3 separate regions of the Mus musculus genome follow, and all the other regions are linked to region 3. A link is a contact called in public Hi-C and promoter capture Hi-C data. All regions are on one chromosome and are shown on one strand. The core of a region is the stretch at or near the end of the contact, and the rest is flanking DNA. Distances in the headings are between cores, read along the strand shown.

Evidence for each region. Promoter capture Hi-C pulls out the DNA fragments that hold promoters and counts their contacts. Hi-C and Micro-C count contacts between places; a contact is called where the count stands out from the background.
Region 1: a Hi-C map of CD8 T cells shows a contact between it and region 3, with 10 times the contacts expected there. The contact joins the promoter of Mon1b here to the promoter of Vac14 in region 3. A contact is called at or near these places in 1 of 39 promoter capture datasets (pre-B cells) and 9 of 484 Hi-C or Micro-C datasets (B cells, CD4 T cells, CD8 T cells and 4 more).
Region 2: a promoter capture Hi-C map of liver shows a contact between it and region 3, with 3 times the contacts expected there. The contact joins the promoter of Psmd7 here to the promoter of Vac14 in region 3. A contact is called at or near these places in 2 of 39 promoter capture datasets (liver and pre-B cells) and 1 of 484 Hi-C or Micro-C datasets (CD4 T cells).

The regions. Positions count from the first base shown.
Region 1 is chr8:113,633,734-113,637,718 of GRCm38.p6, reverse strand. Mon1b (MON1 homolog B, secretory traffciking associated) reads right to left here and starts at 1,920. Exons shown (of 5, transcript NM_173015.3): 1 at 1,450-1,920. The coding sequence starts at 1,597.
Region 2 is chr8:107,586,648-107,590,657 of GRCm38.p6, reverse strand. It overlaps Psmd7 (proteasome (prosome, macropain) 26S subunit, non-ATPase, 7), which reads left to right and starts at 2,176. Exons shown (of 7, transcript NM_010817.2): 1 at 2,176-2,379; 2 at 3,942-4,010. The coding sequence starts at 2,306.
Region 3 is chr8:110,616,507-110,620,499 of GRCm38.p6, reverse strand. It overlaps Vac14 (Vac14 homolog (S. cerevisiae)), which reads right to left and starts at 1,933. Exons shown (of 19, transcript NM_146216.3): 1 at 1,507-1,933. The coding sequence starts at 1,610.

The DNA of each region.
Region 1 (3,985 bases), core at 671-3,170, 3.0 Mb before region 3:
TCATCTCCCACTAACCTTACATTCTCCACAATCTACCAAATCCTTACCAGCCCACTCACCCCCACCCCCAGTGACCCCCCCTACACACACACACACACACACTGACACACACATCTTCCTAGCTGTTCAGTGAACATGGCTGACAATGTCCACCAACACTAAGGTGCCAATGAGCCTCACCCTAAAACACAACCCAACATGTCCTCACTGTCCTTCATTGGCCCCTCCATTATTCCCTTCAGACACTGCCTTCCCAGGCCTTCAAGGCACCCGCCTGCTCTCTGCATGACTACTGGCCTCCTTATTTACAGAGGCTCTTCCTTAACTCCTCTGACGCCTTCTTTATCCCTCTCACGTGTACTTACCCCCCGGTGACCACCATTAAAGTGCCCCCACTGACTCCCCTAACCCTTTTCTACCCGCACCCACATCCACTGATGCCTGCTGATGCCCGGTGACTCTCCAGGCTAACCAGACTCCCAGTGGTGGTCCTTATTTTTCCCATGACAGCCGCCACTGACACCCAGATCGACAGGACTCCTAGCCTTCAGCCACCCCCCCCCCCCAATTCCCTCTGCTGCTACATTAACACCCAAGCAAACACATAAGAGCATCCATGAGCATCCCAGACACCTTAGTCTTCAATAACCTTTACATGACAGTTCTTATTTTCCTCCAGGTCTGGGCCCCCACTCCACCAATGGCCACCATTAACAATCACTAACCCACAAGGTTTTCACGGTTCCCACAGTTTTCCGCCCAGAGTTATCACTTTAAATCCCATAATGAAGCCCCTTGCTTTCTTCCCACCGCCTCTGATGTCTACTGACTCACCCAAGGACAATCATCCATTTGCAACCCCATCTGATTTTTTCACCCTCAAGTGTTTTCCTATGTTCTTAATTGCGTACCGATATTCCCATGTTCCCAAATACCCAAGCAACACGTCTCAATTCCCATCAAGGAACTCCCATCAAGACAACCCTTTTGGGACCCAACTATGCCCCCTTTGTTTCTTTAAGGTGGTACACTCAGGTCAAGTACATTCTAATTTCCTTGCAACAGAAGGGTGTCCCAGGATGTGAGAACACCATTGTTAAAATGGGACTGTTCCGGGCAAACCAGCACAGTCCATCTTCCTAGCCTTGACACTATCACCACCACCACCACCACCACCACCACCACCACCCACCATAGAATACATTTGTAGAGGCACAATGCTGCCCCTTCCGGACAACAGCTGACACCCATTGGCTTCTATGTCATTTCTCAACGATTTCAATTAAGTCAGCAAGTCTGTGTCCAACGACTGACTGAGAGCTATGCCTCAAGCTACTTTCTTGGGTTCCCAAAGACTGCCCACTGGTCTCCCACTGATCTCTTCCCGCTCAGCTAGCAATGACAAGCCCTGGGGGTTTGCTTCCAAGGCTTTATTGAGGGAAGCTATACCTGTGTCCTCCGGGTCCCCATCTCCGGGATCCAGCGTGCTTGCGTGAACCCTTTCACTGTCTCCAGCCTCCTCTCTGGGGAACTGCGTGTCCACCAAGTCCTCCACGCCCCCGGGGGCTGGGACAGCATTATCTCCTCCGGCCTCCATCTGCACATCCCTGGAGAGAAGGGGAATCGAGGGTGATGGGCAGCAACAGAAAACTTCTTACAAGCCTTCAGGGAGCCAGACCCCCCGGATACATTCCTAGTGCGGTTTCCCCTACGGTTTTCGACAGGACGCGACATTCAAAACCATGACCAAATACTTGCACCCTCCGGCACTTTCGGATGGGTGACGCTCCGCTGGGCTTCTGCCAACACGGTACATCAACACCTGTTTCAACCTCTTATCTCAACTGGGTGGACAGCAACACTTTGAGGAGCCGCTGCCGCACCACACTTCCTGGTGTGGTGGGGACTTGCCACACTTCCGGAAGCGACGCCTCCCCGGGACACTTCCGGTTTCACGGCCGTATTGACTCCCCGGAGTGCCAATGGCAGCCACACGCTGCGTTCCCTCACCGTAAGGATAGCGCGGGACTCTCCCGGAACTCTGTGGAATCTGCGCGTCCTTCCACCGGACGCAGCCAGGATCGGCTGTGAAGTGGGGCCAGACCGGCCCACTTCGCGTACCAAGGGCTACCGGCTGAAGGGGGCGCGGCCTGGAAATCTACTAGGTCGAGGGGGCGGGACCTAGTCCCTCTCACCCAATCAAGAGTAGGCTCTCCCTTATGTCCCGCCCCATTCTGGTGGAGCCTCCGCAGATAGTGTGCGCTAATTGGCGAAAGCCACTGCTCATCCCTTGACTGACATCTCCCTGTTTCTAACCGAAACCTCACTCCTGTTCCGGTCTTTGCTGGAATGAGAGAATGCCGAACCAATGAACTCGCGTCCCCAGTATTGAGACAACTTCACGCTCTTTTATTCAATTATAGGGGCAGGGCGGAGCGTATGCTTGACGGACAGCTCTCTTTCCAATCGGAACGTCGCCCGCAGCCCAGTCAGCCTATGGGACTCGGATGCTGAAGCAAGAGGCGGGCTCTGCTGGTGGGACTGACTCTTGGGATTCTGGACTCCGCCAGCCTGCGAGGGGAGCTTACGGAAACAAAAGCAAGCTGCTTAGGGCTAGTGTGTGCGGGCAACACGAGCGCACCCCACTAGCAAGGAGAGGTTCTGTGGGCCGAGCCAACCAGATCGGCAGCCTAATCCAATAGCGGAGTGGGGGGTGTGGTTGTCAGGGACCGCTGCGTTCTGGTTGGCTGAGAATTCTGCCGCACCTACCTCCGGGTATCACCATTGGCTACTATGTATGATGGGCCAGGGGCAGCAACAGCAGTGAGGAATCTTGTGAACAGAAGCACCTAGATGCTCTCTTCCTTAAGGCTGTGGAGCGGGGATAGGTGTATCTAGGCGGCCAGAAGTCGCTCCAAACTAAGTGTTGTTCATTTTGGTTTTGAGTCACAGGCTCCTAATAACCCAGGCTGGCCTTAAACTCGCGATCCTCCTCCCTCACCCTCTATCTGGCCCTAAACCCAAGTCAGAGTAGATTACAGTGCTGCTCCAGCACCTGCCATTGCCTTTAGGTTTAGAATGAGGGTGTGAATATCCCTGTTCTGGACGTCCAGGTCCGTTTTTTAGGTCTTTCTGTACATTGGTCTTTGAGACTGCTTGAAGCCTCGCAGTTTGTGTCTCTGAGTGTTACTATATTATTATCAGAGAAAATAGAGTTAAAATAACAACAACGACGACGACGACATAATGACATAAAGGTCGAGGATTTCTGTTTTGGATACAGGGTTTCGGGTACCCCGGGCTGGCTTCTCACTCACCAAGTGGCAAGGATTACTCTGCTTCCCGCCTCTGTTTCCCCAGTACTTGAAATAACTGATGTGCCCTTAACACCAGGTTTGTGTCATGCTGTGGTGCGAACCCAAGGCTTCATGTATTCTGGGCAAGCATTCTACCTCGTGAGACCCATCCCTCCGGGCTCCAAGATCAAGGAGGTGTCATCAGCCAGGAGACATAACATCCCTGAATATTTAGATACTCAAAGACAAAACTTCAAAGTACCTAACTGTCAAATTGACAAAAACTCAAAGGGAAAATAGCTCATGAGGTTAGGTGATGATTTCAACATTCTGTGCTCACTAAAAATGGCCGAAACTGATGGCAAAAAAAAAAATAGATAAATATTTAAATCTAAATATCTAATATCTAAATAAATAAATAAGGTTACAGAAGATATGATCAACAGCTGGCAAATGAATTGATATTTATTAAAAAAATTCTGCTCAATTACAACAGAGTGGATTTTTTTCCAAATGCGCATGCTGGACCAAAAAATTAAAAAAAAAAAGTTAATGCCCCTTTAGAAGCTAAATCTTTCAGAGAAAATTGTTTGATTACAACAGAAATTGTGGCTATTGTTAGCAGAGATTGGAGAATTCTTCCAAGAGTAGGAATTAGGTCAGTACTCATCATATGAACACATTATGAC
Region 2 (4,010 bases), core at 927-3,426, 3.0 Mb after region 3:
ACACCAGAAGAGGGCATCAGTTCCCATTACAGATGGTTGTGAGCCACCATGAGGTTGCTGAGAACTGAACTCAAGACCTCTGGAAGAACTGTCAGTGCTCTTAGCCACTGAGCCATCTCTCCAGCCCCAACAAAATCTTTAAAATGAGACAAAGAATGAACCTGAGTGAATTTTAATGTACTTTGTCTCCAATAAACAAACTGAGGTCTATCTCCCATTGTTTTCCATTGTAGCCTTCGCTCTTCTTGTTCCTAGTTAACACCAAAATATACTTTCTTCTCCTTAACCCTTAAGTTTAAATGTATAAAACTGGTACGGATGGCTTTCTTCTAGCTCTGGTTATATAATTAGTAACATATAGACAGGGAGAAACTGATGAACTGGCCTGACTCCATTTAGGCTTAAAAACCATCTTATAATAAAGACAAACTAGGCTCATTTCTGTTTATGATTTGTAACCTTAATTACAAGTGGCTCTGCACTTCCTGTTCCAGAAAACTGTGCCTTTGTTTCCAACCATCTTGCAACCCTAACTTTGTTTCAAAAGGTTGTATGACTGCCTTGGTTCTCACTACCTTGTTAGGTCGTTGTTATGACTGCCTTGTTAAGACCACCTTGCAATCATGTCTATGTTTCAGAGGGTCTTTGCGACTGATGTCTTATGTTCATGTTCTGCTCCTGTAACCCTGCCTATTTTGAGCACCAAATCCCCTATTTGAAAATTCCCTACCTCTGAGCTATAAAAACCTTGTCTTTCTCATGCCCAATGCTGATTTCTTGAACCATCCCCTGCACCAGCACCACCACACACACACACACACACACACACACACACACACACACACACACACCCGTTTTTAGGAAGAGACAGCCCATGTACACAAATAAAAAAATGCTTGTTTTAAAGCTATGATATGCTTACAGACGGGAGACTGGCATGGCTGTCCTCTAAGAGGCCCTACCAGCAGTTGACTTAGACAGACAGATACTTACACCCAAGCATTGAATTGAAATTGGGGACCCCTATAAAAACTAAATTAAATTGAATAAATAAAAATGCTTGCTTTAATTAATTAATTTTAATTAATTTAGCCATGGTGTTTTGGGTTGGTGGCCTTTCTCCCCAAATCTTTGGGATTAACAAAACCTGAATGTTGTTGCACTCATTATGTCACAGTGAGCATTAAGGAAAATTCCCAGAAATAAAAACTATAGATAAAGTATCCAGTCATACACCCAAAGTGTGCCCTTGGTGTTAGAGACCGAGAGCATCTCTAAACCACGTGTGGTCGCATATGCTGTCACCCTTGTACTTAGGAGGAGGTAGAGACAGGGGACCACCCTGGACTATACAACAATTTCCATGCTAGTCAATGTCATAGAAGGCCCAACTTCAAAAGCAATGAAATAAAACATTAAAAATAAATAAATAAAAACCAGGTGTGATGGCATATGACTTTAACTCCAGCACTCAGGGAACAGAGGCAGGTAGAGGCCAGTCAGGTCTACAACGTGAGTTCCAGGACAGCCAGGGCTGTTACATAAAGAAACACCGTCTCAAAAAAAAAAAAAAAAAAAAAAAAAGAAGCAAAACAAAACAAAAACCAAAACCCAAAAACAAACAAACAAACAAATGAAACTCCTCTGGGAAATTTTGAAACAGTGCTGACTTAAAGTGTTAAGTGAAAGTTAAGGGCTGGTGAGATGGCTCAGTGGGTAGGAGCACCTGACTGCTCTTCCGAAGGTCCAGAGTTCGGATCCCAGCAACCACATGGTGGCTCACAACCATCCGTAGCGAGATCTGACTCCCTCTTCTGGTGTGTCTGAAGACAGCTACAGTGTACTTACATATAATAGATAAGTAAATCTTTGAAAAAAAAAAAAGAAAGTTAAATATATGTCGTTAATTATTTGATTAGTAGAAGTACACGCTGTTACTACTTATGTTTATCTGCCTTTTTCTACAACCTTCCAAGGAGGAGAAATGGTGAGCTGGCAAACAACTGAGGAAAAACAAAAACGAAAACAAAAACAAAAACAAAAACCTAGGGAAAGGCTCAATGCCAAGCTTCGTCAATAGCCTAAGTCCCACAGAAGGCAAGGCGGTTCTTTCCCTTTCTCAAGATGGCGCCCCTGGCGACAGGGCGGGCACGAGCGCAAAGCGCTCTGGGAGCGGAAGTCGACTGTGCAGCGGCGGTCAAACCGGAAGGGGAGGTGCTGGGGCCTGGAGGAGCGGCCTGTGTCGCTGCGGTTGCTGGTGTTTGCGGGTTGCAGGGAGCCGGGCCGGTGGTCGGGCTGTGTCGCGATGCCGGAGCTGGCGGTGCAGAAGGTGGTGGTTCACCCCCTGGTGCTGCTCAGTGTGGTGGATCATTTCAACCGGTGAGCGGGTGGCGCGTGGCGGCCACACGGCGCAGGGCTGCTGAGTCACGGGCGCGCCGGGCACAAACGCGGCGGCCGGGGACACGGGTTGGGACAAGCGACCCCAGCGGCTCCACACCGCGGTGCTCGGTACCCATTGACAGCCTCGCACCCCCACCGAGGCCGCCACTCCTGAGTCTGGCCCGCCTGGCGAGGCCCCGGAGCCGGAACGATGCTACCCGCCGAGGCCGCGCCTTTTCCCAGAACGGCTGGGCGCCGTTTAAGACCGAGCTTCAGTCTCGTGTGCCCGTGCCTGTAAAAGCTGTCACTGAAACCCCGGTCTCGGAGTCCCCGATGAACGATTTTCTGGATGAGGCAGGGATCATAGCCAAGTTTCGATTTGGGATTCTGGTCGAATGGTACCTTTAAAATGGGAATGAATAAGGTGTCGGCTTGTTCCTCTAAAAACGAGGCAGGTGCAGATTGGGGCCAGCCTACAGTTCCCTTGGGTAGCTCACTGCCACCCTTGCCTGCTCCAGCCGTTCATCCGGCCAGACCTGTTGCACGTGTTCGGAAGTTTTACAAGATAATTAGTGTGAGGAGTTAACAAATATGAAGGTCCAGTAGGGAGTCTACTTGCAGTCAAGTCGGCGCTAGTGCCTGGTCTGAAGCAGGCTTTGTGCAGCTAACTCAACCAGAGCCAAAAAAAAAAAAAAAAAAAAAAAACCTCAAGACGGAGCCTTTTGAGTCTGAATTCAGTTGTATTGTTCGGAATGCCTGGGATACTAGGGGCCCTGATGGGGTGAACACTGTTTAAGCTTTATTTTAACAATTGGTAAGAATGGGGGGGGGGGGTGCAGACACTGTTGGTAGTTGTATCAAGGAACAGATGGAGGGGCTTTAAAGACTCGTGGATGAAGTTTCCTTTGGCATGTGGAAACTCGTTGTTTGAAGTAGTTTTAGTGGGTTAGAGAGGTGTAATGTTACTTTCACTGTGGCTTGTGTGTTTCCTTAGCATAGAATTAAGTTGTTTCCAAATATGCAGTTTGTTAGTGGCTAAAGAAAACAATTCTTGCTGGGCGTGATGGCGCATGCCTTTAATCCCAGCACCCCGGAGGCAGAGGCAGGCGGATTTCTGAGTTCGAGGCCAGCCTGGTCTACAAAGTGAGTTCCAGGACAGCCAAGACTACACAGAGAAACCCTGTCTCGGAAAAAAAAAAAAACAAAAACAAAACAAACAAACAAAAAAAAACAAAACTGGTACTTCTCTTAGATCTTCATCCCTGGAGAGATTTCAGTGTAGCGAGGAGGGGAAAGAGTTTAAAGGATAAAGCTGAGAAAAAGAAAAACAAGCATGACTTTTTCTCCAAGGGAGTATCTGGAATCTTTAGAAAGTATCCTTCCAATGCGGGTTGGGGTGTTTCCTTATCTTTCCTACGGGAACTAACCTGTTACATTTGTTTATGGACCTTAGGTCCGACATAAACTAAATTGTATCTTTGTTGTTGATACTTGCTACTCAGTCGCAAGTAATAGCTTTTTCGATGAGTGTCTGTGACTGACCACCTGTTTTTCTCACTCAGAATTGGCAAGGTTGGAAACCAGAAGCGGGTAGTTGGTGTGCTTTTGGGATCATGGCAAAAGAAAGTACT
Region 3 (3,993 bases), core at 684-3,183:
ATCTCGAGTGTTTGATACAGCAATGAAAACCTAATATACACTGCAACTTCACAAAACCAACAGAACTCACGGACACACAATCATACCTAGACACTATCTTTGGGTCACACTATTCGGCATGACAACAGAACTGTGCTAAGCACTGCAATGCAAGGCAGTAAACAGAAAAGAGGGGAAAAAAAGGCGGCGGCTGAGGAAAGAAACCGCTAGCGTGAGTACTGCAAACAAATGGAAGGGTCTTCTTACCTAAGCCCAAAGCCATTAGTCTAGGGCAAAGCAATTGTTCTCAACTAGTGTGATTTTGATTCTTTAAGGGACATTTGGCAAAGTCTGATGACAATTTGGGTTGTCACAACTGATGGAGTACTACTGGCATCTAGTGGGTAAAGGGCAGAGGTACTACTAAAAAAAAAAAAAAAAATCACACAAGCTACAGAACTGCCCATCACAACCAAGTATTGTGCTTCCCAAATATCAACAGCACCGAGGTTAAAAAACTTTGAGTAAAGAGTCTATCCTAGTCAATGAGTGAGCACCACTCCATAGCTTAGGGCTGGCCATGTGACCATTGTACAATGACTGAAATGTTCTCTAGTCTGCACTGTGCAGCTGTAGTGGTTGGCTCCTGAACACCCAGATTATGGGTAGTGAAACTGACGTGCTGAATTTACAATTTGTACTGATTCATTACTTTGTTGTTGTTGTTGAGACTGGATCTAGCCCCGTGACCAATGCTAATCTCAAACGAGTACAGTATTTCTGCCCGAGCCTTCCAAGTGCCAAATCTCAAGCCTGTGTCACTACTCTGGTTAACTTAAATTTACATAGACACATATGGTCCGCTGTTACCAAGTTGGATGTCTTAACTCCTAATGTTTTTCTAGTTTTACAGGCTGCTGCTTTCTACTCTTCTGAAACCACCTACTCAACTGACTGTTACTAAGATTTGGCTGGGGGAAAAACACGTGCTCTCTCACATACTCAGCAAAACATTACCGAATTAAACATTCCCTATTTCGAACACCTGGAAACACCAGTGCACTATTACACACACGTATACTATTGCAGAAGCGGGGAAGGGCAAATCTTCCCATTTTCACTTGCAAGGGAGGGTGGCCTGACAATCTTCTGAGCATTGGATCACGTGCTTTGACCTATTTCTACACTTGGCCACTTCAGAAGCTGCAAAGAGAAGGCGGGACACCATAAGCAAATTCTCCACCTCCTCAGAGAGGCCACTCTCCGATCTAGCTGGCTTTTGACTGAGGCCACACTGAATGTGTCAGGTACTGCGCTAGGTTCTGCACATACCTTAAGTCAATTCATTTTCACTGCTATCTGGGAGCACCAGGAGGTTAAGACTAGCAAAGATAGGGCTCTTGGATTTCCCGCTCTAAAGCAATGTGCTAAGAGCTGAAACCGGAGAGGTCAATACCGAACCCTCGCCGCGGGCAAGCAGAACCGCTAGGCGCTGCAAAGCCAGGGCGGGGTCCCAGGAGCTCTTACTTCTCGATCTCCAGCGCTGCAACCTTCCGCTTTTCGTAGAGTTTATCATTCAGGGCCCTTACGATGTTGGGAGTGAGCGGCGCAAAATCCTTCTCTGGGTTCATGGTGGCAGCTCGCGCTGCGCCTGGGAGCCTCCAGACACCTTAGCCCGAGGTTGCCTGGGCCGTGCCAGGGCCGGGGGAGTGTGCGGCTCCGCGCGGACACCGGAGCCTGCTCATGGGCTATGCCGCCCAGGGCCCGCCTGCCTCGTCCCGCCGCCACGCGCCGCCTCGGGTCCCCCTGCTCCGACCCTGCTCTCCCACGCGCGACCCGGTCCGCCCCACGGCTCACGCGACCAGCTCCCGCCAGGAACCGGCAACGCTCACTGGGCCGCGGCCATGTTACTCAGGTCACGTGACGCCGCGAGCACTTCCGCCTTCCGCCGACCGAAGGTTCCGCCCCCCCAGGCCACGCCCTCTCGTGCTTGCTGCAGCGGATTGGCCACACTTGTCAGGGATCCACCCCACTCTTCACCTGCTGCTGGCTTCGGTGCGGGTTTTTGCTGAGAGTGAAGAGCAGGTGGTGGGAGCCGTTTCAGGCTCACTGCCAGAGCTTTGCGCAGAGCGGGGGGCTTCTGGAAACAGTTTATAGAGGGAGCCTAACTCAAATTTAATTTATGCATTAATTCTTTGGTCACTTAACAGTCACTTTCGCGTATGCCAACGTTTCCACCATTTTCACCATATCTTAACCATCTGTCTGATTTTACATTTTATTTCTGCGTGTGTGCATGCACCAACGAGCGCCTTTGGAGGCCATAGGGCAACTTGGGAGGGAGTCGGATCTCCCCACCCACTCACCATGTGGGGGTCCCAGGATTGAGCTCCAGTCCGCCAGGTTTGGCGGCAGATGCCTTTGTCTGCTGAGCCACCCCTCTAATCCAATTATTATTTTAGAGACAGGGTCTCAAACTCTCTCTATAGCTGAGGATAGCCTTGAAATCTCGATTCTCATGCCTTTATCTGCTGAGTGCAGGGATTACAGGCAAGCGTCACTACAGTTGATCTTATGTGGTGCTGGGCGTGGAACCCCGGGTCTGGTCAAGTCTACCAACTGAGTCAAACCCTCAGATTGTATTTAATACACATGTGCTACTCAGATGTGTGTGTACATATGTATGGAGATCCGAGGTCAGGTGTCCTCTTTTTTTTTTTTTTTTTGTTTGTCTGTCTGTCTGTTTGTTTTTTCGAGACAGGGTTTCTCTGTGTAGCCCCGGCTGTCCTGGAAGACCAGGCTGGCCTTGAACTCAGAAATCCTCCTGTCTCTGCCTCCCAAGTGCTGGGATTAAAGGCGTGAGCCCCCATGCCGGGCAAGGTGTCCTCTTTTGCTCTTATTTTTCCACCCTTATTGAGACAAGGTCTTATGTGTCCTAGGCTGGACTCTATGCATAGTGATTAAAAAAAAAAAGTCCTGGCTAATTTTTATGTCAACTTGATACAAGCTAGAATCATCTGAGAGGAGGAAGCCTCAATTGAGAAAATGCCTCCATTAAGATTGGGCTGTAGGCGAGCCTGTAAGGCATTTTCCTAATTAGTGATTGATGTGAGAGGGTCCTGCCCACCATGGGTGGGTCCACACTAGGCAGAGGTTGCTGGATTCTATAAGAAAGTAGGCTGAGCAAGCTTTAAGGAGAAAGCCGGTAAGTAGCATTCCTCCATGGCCTCTGCATCAGCTCCTGCCTCTATGTTCTTACTTTGAATTCCTTCAGCGATATAAGCTATATGGCGAAATGAACCATTTCCTCCCCCAAGTTACTTTTGGTTTTGGTGTTTTTATCACAGTAGTAAAAACCTTAATAAGATAATAACTGAAAGGTTAGGTTCCTCAGGCCTCCACCTTCCTTATTGCTGGGATGACAGGCGTGGGCTACCACACTGGGTTTATGTGGTGCTGAGGACAGAGTGGGAGGCTTTGTGCATGCTAGTCACCTAACTGAGCTACACGCCCAGTCCCGACCTTTTCTGTAATGAGATCTTTCACTGAACCTGAAACTCATGGATTTGGCTGGGGGGCTGACCAGGGAGCCCTAACTGGCCCGTTTCCACCTCCCTCACCTCCCAGTGCTACAGTTAGAGACCACAAGCTCCGCCTGACCAGGTGTTTAAGTGGGTACAAGGAATTTCAAGACAGGTCTTTGGGCATGTGTGGCTAACACCCTACAGGTTAAACCAACTCTCTGGTCCCTCGAATCTATTTCCTTTTAAAAGAAATCTTAAACTTTCACCTCATCCTTGCTTGTGCCCTGAAGTGAAAGATTAAAATGTTTCTTAAGACATATTAAAATATTAGCCATTTAAAAGTGGTATTATCATCCCCTTGGCAATGGGCAGAAAGATACCTTGTTGGTGTTGTTTTTAGTCAGGGGGGCAAAACAGATGGCAGTTCCTTATTCATCCTGGTTTGATCCTGGTTTGGTGTCCAAAGTTGTTTCAGTCCTCTGTGAGGTGG